Regions from separate parts of the Mus musculus genome. Here all the other regions are linked to region 1. A link is a contact called in public Hi-C data. All regions are on one chromosome and are shown on one strand. Each heading gives the region's core, a stretch centred on a gene start, on an enhancer-like site or on the middle of the called end of the contact. The rest is flanking DNA. Distances are from core to core; before and after follow the strand shown.

Region 1 (3,663 bases), core at 378-2,877:
CTGAGGATGATCAGGAAGGGTACAAGTTGTTTTGGTCCTGGTCACAGCAGTAGGAAGCAAACTGAGACAATTGGGATTACATAACTGAGAGAGTAGTGGGCAGTAGTTACAAAAGCCAAAGAAGAACCCAGTGCTCTGCTCGCTGTGAATGGTGAAATGGGGGGTCGGGTGAGAGGCAATGAAGCAGTTGGCGCACGCTCCTGCAAAGCCATTTGATATTCTGGAAATCACAGAGTAAGGTTCTGCCAGTCAAGGGATCTGTATCAGAAGACATATGCCAGAGGAAAATTTATCAAAATGACCCTAAAACCTGAAGCCAAGGCTTGACAGGGACTGAGTAAGCACACCAGCACTGAGCTATCCCCACCATTTCTTGTTTACTTTATGACCCAGGTCTCATAGTTGCTCAGTCAGGCCTTAAACCTGTGATCTTCCCACACAGCTGGGACTACAGTGCTATGGCACTAGGATGGGCCTTGTTGATGCTGAGACCAGTTTCACTCTGCAGGCCCGGCTGGCACCAAACTCATGGTAATCCCACTGTTTCAGTTTCTCAAGTCTGGGAGTCTAGGTGTGAGGCAGCACACAATCCCAGTCAATCTGGTAGCAAGTTATAGTGCACACCCCTGGCAATGCACACGACGCAGCCTTCTAAAAAGGTTTTCTGGAAAACACACACCATGGTCAGAGGCTCACAGTAATATGATGATTTAACTCTTTAAAAGCATGGGATAAACTAAAAAAGAAATAGGTGGGAAATAAATGGAAATATTATTATAAATGCTGTCTCTCTACCTCAAGTTTTTTTCTTTTTCTTTATTCTTCTTATGAAGCCTAGGTTGCCCTCAAACTCCCTGTGATAGGATTGCACCAAACCAGGCTATTGTTTATTTATTATACTTTTTAACCTAAGTTTCCCAAATTCTTATCTCTTAACACGTTGTCAATCACAATTCATCAGTCCAGCTAAAATTTACAGTTAGTGACTTGGAGCAGACCCATAGACCATCAGGTTCAGGGCATGTGACAAACATTTATAAAGAACCTTAGTTCCCTCTATGATCAGTAGAACTGTATGTCAAAGGAGGGATTTGTGACTGCGACCCTAGCTGGAAATTTTTGTTTTAGCTGGAAATCAATGACGCCGCGACCACCCCCGTGGTACCCACCTCACCCCATTTGGCCTCTTCCGCAAGTTCTGCACCTCTCGGGTTTCTTCCAGTTTTAGCCTGGGGGAAAAAAAGGAATAAAAAGTGACGCACAGGTTGAGACCTGCGGAACTCAAAAGCCAAACTCCGTTCTAAGGACATGTCCCTTTGCCGAGTCCCTGATCCAGTGGTCATCGGCAGTCAGACCCATGCGACCCCGGGGCACCTCTCCCAGCCGCGATGTGGCCTTATCCCTAGGAGCCTCTGCGTGGCGCTGGCCGGTATCCAGTCCCAAGCCTGTCTCAGCAACACGTACCGAACCTCCTCTGATTCTTGTTCATCCTCCTCCGACTCCGAGTCAGCCCGGCGCCGGCGGAATGTTTTCCCAGTAATCCGCATAGCGGAACCAGACCCTTGGCGCTGCGTTACCAGACGCGTAGTCCAGGGAACCTCTCTCTTCCGGCGCGCAGAAGTGTCGTCAGAGCGTCGGCTGCACTCAGACCCGCCTCCGCCTTGCCAGGCCACACCCCAAGCCCGTAGGGCCCCGCCTCAGCAGGGCAGGCAACCACTCCGAACTCCGAAAAGCAAGGGCAGGTATTGCCGCGTGGCCACACCCTCGACCACGCCCATCGAGTAACCATGCTCACCGCTCAACAGGACGGCCTTCGAACCACACGGTGAAACCCCAGCAGCACGGCCACTCCCCCGACTCCCGGCATGCTTGGGCACTCACCACTCGCACGGCCACGCCTCCGGCGTGCCCGGTACCGCCCTCTAGTAGGCTGTGACCTGTGACACCGCCCCCGCTCCTGGCATAGGCTCTCCCGATTGGACGTCTGACGGTGAGGAGGCGGGGCGTGGCAGGCAGAGCCACAAGACTCTAGGCAGCGCCGCGGTGGGCTAGCTTGACTGACAGGCGGCGCGGTTGCGACGGCAGGTGAGTTTCTGACGGCTGCTGCCTGCTGCCGGGGGCTGGGCCGCTAGAGCGGGGATCATCGTCCAGCCGCTGGGAGCAGGGGAGGCCTGGCTTTGCGGGGCGGCCAGGACCTGGTAAGAGGTCCCCGCCGCCTATCATCCCATCACCGACTCCCGTGCCCGCCCCGAACCCCCACGGCTCTGGCTTTTGAGCAGGCCGCACGTCGCTTGGAAGGCCAGCAGGAGGCCACTCGGGCTCCAGGGCTCGGACGTGCACATTTATTCCTCACTCACAAAAGCTGATCACCTTGCCGGGGGTGAATATCAGTCCCGGTGCTGACTGTCCATACCAGGTTGGCCTGCAGCCATTCGTCCCTAGGAGAGGTACCACTGACGTTCAGAGGCCAGGGACTGCTCTTTGAGAGCTTGGGAGGACTCGTTTGGCCTGGAGGACTGTCGCTCTGCCATAAGCACCTTACACCCCCGAGATGTTGCGACGGTAGTTAGTTTTTAAAGGTGTCTATAAACACTTATAAGATGGATAAGTGCATGCGTAATAGCTCACATGGGACTTTTAGGGACTCCTTAATTACTAGTTTCCTCTGGAGCACAGCGCTTCTTACTCGACACTTAACTGTGGCAGGCACTGGGGTAAGCAGTCTCTTCTAGAAGCCTTCCATCAAATCCCACGAAGTAGATGCAGTTGGGTCTCTCTTTCAAAAAACGAGGCTACCGAGGCGTAAGAGAAGTAACCCGTACTTCAAGTTCTGCAGCTGGGAGGTGAGGCTGGGTTGGGGACAGAGCTTTCACAGCTGCAGGGTGTGCTTCAGGGACAGCGGGCCTCTGTGGGTCTTCCCTGCTGCTGCTGCAGCTGGTGTGCCAGCTTATGGGCTGGGGGAGGGGCTGATGGACACTTTTTCCAGAAGACTATTCTGAAGCAGGGAGGGCATGTCTGCCATGCCTTGGCTTTTTTCCAGAACATTTTTTTTTCTGAAGTTGTCATATTCCCCTTAGACTGGGACAAAGAGAAAACTCGGGATGTCTTGAAACAGCCTTTTAGCTTTGATCAAAGAGGCATTAAGTATCAAAAGTCTTGACCCCACTGGAGATTAGATCAACCATCTTCAGATGTCGATGGCAGTCATTGGACACCATGTCTCTGTTGGCTGAAAAAGAGGCACCTTGGGAACTGCTGCATGAATCCAGGGACTTGGGTGTACAATTCTCACAGGCTCAGAGGTGGCTCTTAATTTCCCTGCCTAACCATGCCTTACCCCTTAACCTCTAGGGTACTGGGCCTCTCTGGTGCCTCCAAGGAAAGTCACAAGGTCAAGAGCATTTTGAGACATTCCTCATTTGAAGATACAGAGAGGGACATCTGATACAAACAAGTTGTCCCTTGTTTGTATCTGCATTCCCATCCTTGAAGCCAGAATGCCAGGTGATACCAACTCCCTGGGCTCTGGCAGACGGAGTTGATTCTCGTTTGACACAAGTGCCGCTTGGAGTGTGGCAGCTGGAAATTTGACCTAGGTGCTGGATACAGAGACTGCAGTCGCTCTGAGTAGTGTTTTTGGAAGTAAAAGTGCTCTGGAAAGGA
Region 2 (3,663 bases), core at 401-2,900, 1.5 Mb after region 1:
CGGGCACACATCCTCTGAATTTAGCTATCCTAGCTTCAAAAAATGATTCACACTGGGTGAAGTGGTACACACCTTTAAATCCTAGCACTAGGGAGACAGAAGCAGGCATATCTCTATGAGTCTGAGGCCACCCTGGTCTATCTACAGTGACACTGTGTTCTAGGACAGTCAGAACTACATAGTCAGACCCAAGCTAAAAAAAAAACAAAAAAAAAAAACAAAAAAATATCTGTGGTGGCGCACGTCTTTTATCCCAGCACTTGGGAGGCAGAGGCAGGTGGATTTCTGAGTTTGAGGCCAGCCTGTTCTACAGAGTGAGTTCCAGGACAGCCAGGGCTACACAGAGAAACCCCGTCTGAGGGGAGGGATGCGGGGGGGGGGGGGGGGGGATAAATAAATAAATAAATAAAACCAGACAGAAAAAAATGACTTATTCATTAGACATATATGGGGAAATATCCAGCTCATAACACTATTCTGTATTAAACTATACTTTCTTTTCTCTCTTTCTCTCCCCCTCCTCCTCTTTTTCTTTCTTTCTTTTTTCTTTCTCTCTCTCTCTCTCTCTTTTTTTTTTGGTGTTTTGAGACAGGGTTTCTCTGTGTAGACATGTAGACCAGGCTGAGCTCGAACTTTCAGAGATCCACCTGCTTCTGCCTCTTGGGTACTGAGATTAAAGTCCACTGTCACCACCACCCAACTAAAACTAGCTTTTTTAAAAAAGGATTTTTTTGGTTTTGTTTTTAAGCTAAGAGAATTGTGAGTCCAAGGCCAGCCTGGCTACAGAGAGAAACCTTATCTTTAAATCTCTGGGCTTACCCCAAGGATTCTGCTTTGCTCGGTGCTGTCCTTGGGCTTCCTATGCTGATACTAAGTAGGTTAAATACCTTGGATGTTGATCCAAGATTATCTTGGACATGACACTTTATGTGGCCACCTAAGTAACAAACTGGCATAATTCACTGCCACCTTACCAGGTTTTCTTCATATTTGGCTATGAAATTCGTAATTACTGTACATACAAATGAACCAAATACTAATTTTGGCCACAAACTGGTTATCAGGCAAACTGCTCATTAGAATCACCCCAGATTGTAAGCCAGTCTATGCCACAATAATGAAACACTTGGTAAAGGGAAGCCACAGTTAAAGTCAAACTGAAAAACCAACATGAAACAGAAAGGGAAGAAAAAGCCACTGCTCAGGGCTTCTTGTGCAGGAAGGATAGTAGTTCTGTTTCTTGCAGACCCAGAAATGGCCATTTCTCCACCCCTGTCTCCCAGTCTTGGCCCATCCCTTTCCAGCCAACAAATATCCTTAGATGTATCTAACTTTCATTTTTTGAAAAAAGTTCCAATTGAGCGATGGTGGCAAAGGCCTTTAATCCCGGCGCACTCAGGAGGCAGAGGCAGGTGGATCTCTGATTCCGAGGCCAGCCTGGTCTACAGAGGGCGTTCCAGGGCAGCCAGGACTACATTGAGAAACACTGTCTAGAAAAAAAAAATCCCCAAAACCAACCGAACAAACAAAAAAAGAATCTTTCTTCAGATTCTTTAACATATTCGCACTCCAATTCGACAAAGGGATCATGACCCAGTGTTCTGAAACAGCAGTGGGGGGCTGGGTCTAAGCCATGAGAAAGAACTGTTCAGTCTTCATCACCCACATCCACACTGATCTGCCTAGAACCCCAGTTCCCATTTTTTTCTTCCCCAACACCCACATGTCTCTGTGAGCAACCAGATTAGAGGCACCGGTGGCATGGAAACGAGAGTGGGGGGAGAAGAGCGAGCGAGCGAGAGACAGACAGACAGACAAGGGGTGCCAATGAGAATGGGTGGATAGGAACCTAGGTGTTGAGGGAGGATGGGCACCAACTTGGCCTTGAGGTCCGTAGGGCAATCTTGAGATCTATCTGTCCTTCTATCTAGAGGGAAGTAGAGGGGGCTTTCTGTCCATCAAAGAGACCCAAGGGTGCCCATCTGTAGCCACGACGAGCTTTTCTCACGGCCCCATCTCCCACCTGAGGAGCCCCACACTAACAAGGTGTGAATTTCCTTTCCATCTGTCAGTGGAGGGACACTATCCCCCCCAACACCAGGGGTTCCGCTCAGCTCTAGCAGCGTCCGTCGAAACCTGACAGGCTACAGAAAGCAGCCCGAGAAGTCCTGCGGTCCCGACCCGTCCCCTTGGCGTCGGTCTCTCTCCTCAAGACCTCCCGGATCCTCCCCGCCCGCGCGGACGGCGCACGCAGACTTACCCGGAGCTCGCCCTCCGTGCGGTGCAGTCCCAGGCGCCGCAGCCCCACCGCCAGGTCGTTGACACACAGGCCGCCGTCGCGGTTGACGTCGAGTGTCTGGAAGAGGCTCCACAGGCGTAGCTGGTGGTCCGGGCCGCCACAGACGGCGCCGCCGCACGGGTCCCCTACAGAAGCCGGCGACGAGGCGGACGACGAGGCGGTGGCGGCGGCGTCCGGCGGCGGGGAGGCCACGCAGCGGCACAACACACTGCTCACCATCGGGCGCGAGGCGGGGGCGCCGGACGCCGGGCTGAAGGCGGCAGGAGAGCGACCCGAGCGCGGAAGCACGCCGGCTTTCCTCAGACAGCGAGCGCGGGCTCCGAGAAGCCGGCCGACTGGAGGGAGGGGCCGCTTCCGGGAGCCCCGCCCCGCGGCGCGCAGAGGCGCTGACCGCGCCCTCTGGCGCACTGCCGACCAATCATAGGCCGGTATGTCGGCTCCGGGATCAATGAGGGGGCGGAGTCACCGTGCCAGCTCGAAGGCGATTCAAACTGAGGGAGCCGGGGATTGGCTGAAGCTGGGTAATAGGCAAGCAGAAAGCCTTGTGTCCAATTCCCATTCAGAAGCTCTATTTAGACTGCGGAATGATGAGGCTGAGAGGAGCGTTGTGTAAGGAGAGATCGTAGCTAACAGTGGAAATGAAATGTATATGAGGGTAACTGTGGACTGAAGTTAGAAAACACAGCACCATTGAATAAAATGAAAATTTAACGGGCTGACGACTCGAAACCGAGAACACGAATCAAAATCAGGAGGCTAAGCTTTAGGAGTCTTCTAAACTGCCAATAAAACAACTGAATTTTACAACGTAATAGTCGCGACACGAACTGAACGACAGTCTGCTTTTCCAATGGAAGTGAATAATGTCCGTGTGGGCGGACATCCTGAAGCGACAGACAAGACTTTAGACCAATGACCAGGCCAGTTCTAGCAAAGAGGTGTGTCCTCTAGGAGGAATGGCAGGCCTGGAGAGCCAGTGATCGGCCAGATATTTGAGCCACGCCAAACCTGGAGGGCGGGGCTTCTCAGGGATGTGCCGAGGGGCGGGAAGAAGGGAAGTGGGCGGATCTCCGCACACCCCAGCGGAAGAGGCAGATTCAGGAAGCCATTACGCAGCTGGCTGGCGGCGGTCGGGCCGGTCAGGGCTGGGCCCTACGCACTTTGCGTAGCGAGGGGGGTTACTTAAGGCCTGGTACTTGGCCTTGAACAAGCCCTGCCTGTCCCCCTAAAGGGGGTGGGAGTGAAAGAGAGGCGAGGCTGAGGAAGAAGAGAAGAGAAATTGGGGCTGTTAAGAGCATTATAATTTCTTTAAAAAGAGAGGAAAGGGGAGGCCATGGCTGTCCCAGCCAAGAAGAGGAAGATGA
Region 3 (3,663 bases), core at 609-3,108, 1.4 Mb after region 1:
TCAAGGACCGGCTCAGAATACCTCCTCCTCCAAGAAGTCTTCCCCGGTCTCCTTCCTCTACAGCTTCTTTGACCTGCCTCTTGGCAATGCTGTGTCCCCTTAGGACCCAAGGTCTGGGTCCATGCCCACTGCGGGACTCACTTCCGAGCCAGCCCATGACTCAGAAACACTCAGCTGCCAACTTGGGAACAAAGGGAAGTAGTTGGTGGATTTAAGGAAGAGGTCCAGGGAAGGCGACTGGGGCATGAGTGTAAATGTGCTGCCTCTTGGCAATGGTTCTCATGACCCCGAAAGGGTGTCCTTCACAGAGGCTAGAGCCTCTGAAGGCTGCTAGATCTTAAAGTCCATCTTCATGGCATTTGGTGACAGAGCCAAAACTCAGACTTGGAGGTCACAGATCTGAGTGCCAGATCTGCTCTAGCCCAGCCACTCCTTAGAATGGGGTAGGAGACTCTGAGGGTTCCAGCACACTGAGAGCTCAGTCGGGGTCTGGCCACGGCAGGTACTTAGTGGACTTAGTGATTCATCCTTGCATGCCGTGGGAGGCTAGCAGAAGGGCCAGGAGAGGTCTGCAGGTTCCACCTATGTCCAGGGTACTTCCTAGCTAATGTCCTGGGACAGCCTCCTCCCCACCATCTCAGTGTCACTCAGAGTTACGCCACCTCCTCACTAAATTCCCTTATGTTCACCATGGCTGCCAGCAGTCACTGTTCCCCAACACTAGTGTCCCACCGCCTACCTCCAGGTGGATGGCAACCTTTATTAAAGAGCAGAACCCAGGTGCTGAAAATATTCTGAGTCTGTTGTGACAATGGCTATGCTGTGAATATATGAAACTGCAGAACTGTACATTTTAAATGGTACAACCTACAGTGTGACCTACAGCTTAATAAAGTTTTTATAACAAAGCAAAAGCATACCCCATCCTTATTGCACAGTAAAGTCCTGCCTGCCCTCTAGGTAAGGCACCACACCAGACTTGACTACACTCAGACAAAACAAAACAAAAACAAAAACCCGCTTTCAGAAGGAAATTGTACTCTGGAGTCTCACCATTTCTATCCCATTTCCCCTTAAATCCCACTACACCTCAATACAGAAGACACCAATGTGCCCAATATTGCTGATGGGAAAACTGAGGTTCCCAAACGTGCAAAAACAGTATGTGGGCTGATGAGTCCCCTGAGGTCCTTCTGCAGTGCTGTGCACCCAAACACAGTACTCAATAAGCAGGTCACACCAGCAAAACCAGGTGGCTGGGGTGCTGACTCAGCATAGTGGGGCGCCCACCCGGCCAACACCTCCTGCAGAGCCATGCAGGACCCGCCCCCTCTTCAGCGAGGAAAGTGTCTGAAGCAAATCCCAAACCCACAAGCGTCTCTGAAGCTGCCTCAGTTTCCCTATGCGACAGCAGGGCTGGTTAGCGATAGTTCTCCAGCACTGCAGCGCTCCGTTCGCTATTGCTCGCCATCGCCTCCGAGGTGGCTGTGGGGACAACTCCAGAGCCACTCAGGCAGAGTGAGACATCTCCTTAGTCCCTCCCACGCCCCACATCCCCGCCCGATTCCAGACCCTCGGACAGTACTCCCGGCAATGCAAAGGTCGCCTCAGCAACACCAACCCACCCCAGGTCACCTGCTTCCCCGAAGCTGTCATTCTCTCCTTCCGTGCCCGCATCCACCGGCATGCCTAGGTCCCCGTTGGGGCCCGACATTGCGGGCTCGGGCGCCGCAGAGGCCACGCGAAGATGGAACTTGGCGATCGTCGCGCGGAAAGCCGGCGCTGGGCGGAAGGTGCGAGCAGCTGGTTGAGCACCGGGCCGGAAGCGTGGAACGCAGCGGCGCACCGGGGCCCGCCCTGAGCCCCGCCCAAAGCCCAGCCCGTAGGCCCCCGCGCAACCACGCCCTTAAGCTCCGCCCCCTCCTTGCTTGGGCGCTCTATCGCGCTCACAAACATGGCTCCGCCCCGTCCCCTCTCGGGCTCCTCCTCCTCTCGCTTCCGAGCCCCGCCCCTCTCCCGGCCGCAGTGACCCGCTGTCAGCGGAGCAAGGTCGGGCAGTGGAGACCCTGGCCCGCTAGTGCTTGGGATGTGTTTGAGGCTCCATCCTGCTGCTTCCGCCCCTCTACGCGTTCGGAATCAGCACCTCTCCTCCCCAGTCACCAGGAATCAGCCTTCTTCCCATCTCCCCTTGATGCAGCCGAGATGATCCACAACCCCTGTCCTATCTTAGCCAATCTTGGCCTCATCTCTTCTCTTAGGACTCTCAACGGCTACACTTTTCGGGTGAGACCAGATTCCAGCCCAGGACAGTAGATGTGAAGCCAATCGGTTTGATTCACGCCAATAAATATGACATGGGCTGGAAAAGGAATGGGAAGTGTGTGTCAGGTTCCCAGTACAGAAAAGGAAGGCTTAGTGTACTTTGCTGTAGGTGCTCCTGGGGGCCGTGGAAGGTGGCGCTCCATCATGGAAGGCTTCATGATACAGACCTCCAGTGGTCACATCCCCTGACTCCATGCCCACTGGGAGGGGAAAAGAAACCTGTACAGAGTCAACATCCAATTGTGGATTGAACCCAGAGGAGCAATCCGGGATCCAGCTCTGTGTCAGGGTGGTGTCTCAGGAACTCTCAGAGACCACCATGGCATCATGGCACAGTGACTATTCCAGAGTGCAGCCTGGTCTCAGCATACAGGCTTTAGTAAAGCTGGGTGAGGAAAAGAGGATTCTTCCTCAAATCCCAGAAGGAGCACAGCCCTGTGGACACCATGAAACTACTGCAAGCGTGGGCATCTGGAACTGGAAGAGAGTACACGTGAGCTTCTGCAACTGGTATATGCTGCAACTTGTTACAGTGCCAGTGGGAAGCTCATGTCTGCATTAGCCAGGAAGAGGGAAGAAAGCCCTGTCTGTGCCAGGAGAGTTTGAAGAGCTCAACAGCAGCAAGAGGCTATGGGAAGCTGACTTCCTTGGTCCAACAGAAGAAACTGGATCTAGGCTAGAAAGATAGCTCAGCAATTAAGAGCACACAGTGCGCTGAGACCCAGTTCAATTTCCAGCATCCACATCAGCAGTTCATCCTCACCTGTAGTACCGGTTCCGGGAAAATCCATTTGTCTCTGGCCTCCTCAGGCACTTAACATATGTGCGTATACTTATATGCAGACAGACAGGGAAAAAAACAATAAATAAATAAGCAAAACTGGAAAGTTGGCTCGGCAGTTAGGAGCGCTGTTCTAAAGGATCTGGGTTCAATTCCCAGCACCCATATGGTGGCTCATAACTGTGTGTTGCTTCAGTTCCAAGTGATCTAACTCTTTCTCCTGGCCTCTATAAGAACTGCATATACATGGTTTGCACACATACAAAGGAAGGCAAAACATCCATATAAATAAAAATAAATAAATAGGAATCAGGGGGTTGTGGCACACAGCATTTGGGTAGCAGAGTCCAGAAGATCTCTATGAGTTCCAGGACAGTCTGTTCTATGTTCAGAGTTCCAGACCAGTCAGGGATACATAATAGCAGGACTCGGACTCAAAAGAAAGAAGATCCACTGCTCAGATTGGAACCCAAGAGTGAAGTAGGTAGGGTGTAGCTTCCTTTCCTGGCTGGTCTTTAACCTAGGTCTTAGATCCACCTCTCAGCCTGAGACCTTCCTGG

Evidence for each region. Hi-C and Micro-C count contacts between places; a contact is called where the count stands out from the background.
Region 2: a Hi-C map of B cells shows a contact between it and region 1, with 7 read pairs. The contact joins the promoter of Naif1 here to the promoter of BC005624 in region 1. A contact is called at or near these places in 1 of 39 promoter capture datasets (pre-B cells), 1 of 484 Hi-C or Micro-C datasets (B cells) and 1 of 9 other capture datasets (adipose tissue).
Region 3: a Hi-C map of peritoneal macrophages shows a contact between it and region 1, with 7 times the contacts expected there. The contact joins the promoter of 1110008P14Rik here to the promoter of BC005624 in region 1. A contact is called at or near these places in 2 of 39 promoter capture datasets (liver and pre-B cells), 1 of 484 Hi-C or Micro-C datasets (peritoneal macrophages), 1 of 115 datasets of contacts at active chromatin or transcription factors (astrocytes) and 2 of 9 other capture datasets (adipose tissue and liver).

What each region holds. Positions count from the first base shown.
Region 1 is chr2:30,980,314-30,983,976 of GRCm38.p6, forward strand. BC005624 (cDNA sequence BC005624) reads right to left here and starts at 1,628. Exons shown (of 9, transcript NM_144885.2): 1 at 1,465-1,628; 2 at 1,170-1,229. The coding sequence starts at 1,547. It overlaps Usp20 (ubiquitin specific peptidase 20), which reads left to right and starts at 1,966. Exons shown (of 25, transcript NM_028846.5): 1 at 1,966-2,085.
Region 2 is chr2:32,448,807-32,452,469 of GRCm38.p6, forward strand. Naif1 (nuclear apoptosis inducing factor 1) reads left to right here and starts at 1,651. Exons shown (of 2, transcript NM_194335.2): 1 at 1,651-3,663. The coding sequence starts at 3,633. Slc25a25 (solute carrier family 25 (mitochondrial carrier, phosphate carrier), member 25) reads right to left here and starts at 2,664. Exons shown (of 10, transcript NM_001164357.1): 1 at 2,261-2,664. The coding sequence starts at 2,518.
Region 3 is chr2:32,380,057-32,383,719 of GRCm38.p6, forward strand. It overlaps 1110008P14Rik (RIKEN cDNA 1110008P14 gene), which reads right to left and starts at 1,859. Exons shown (of 2, transcript NM_198001.2): 1 at 1,636-1,859. The coding sequence starts at 1,714.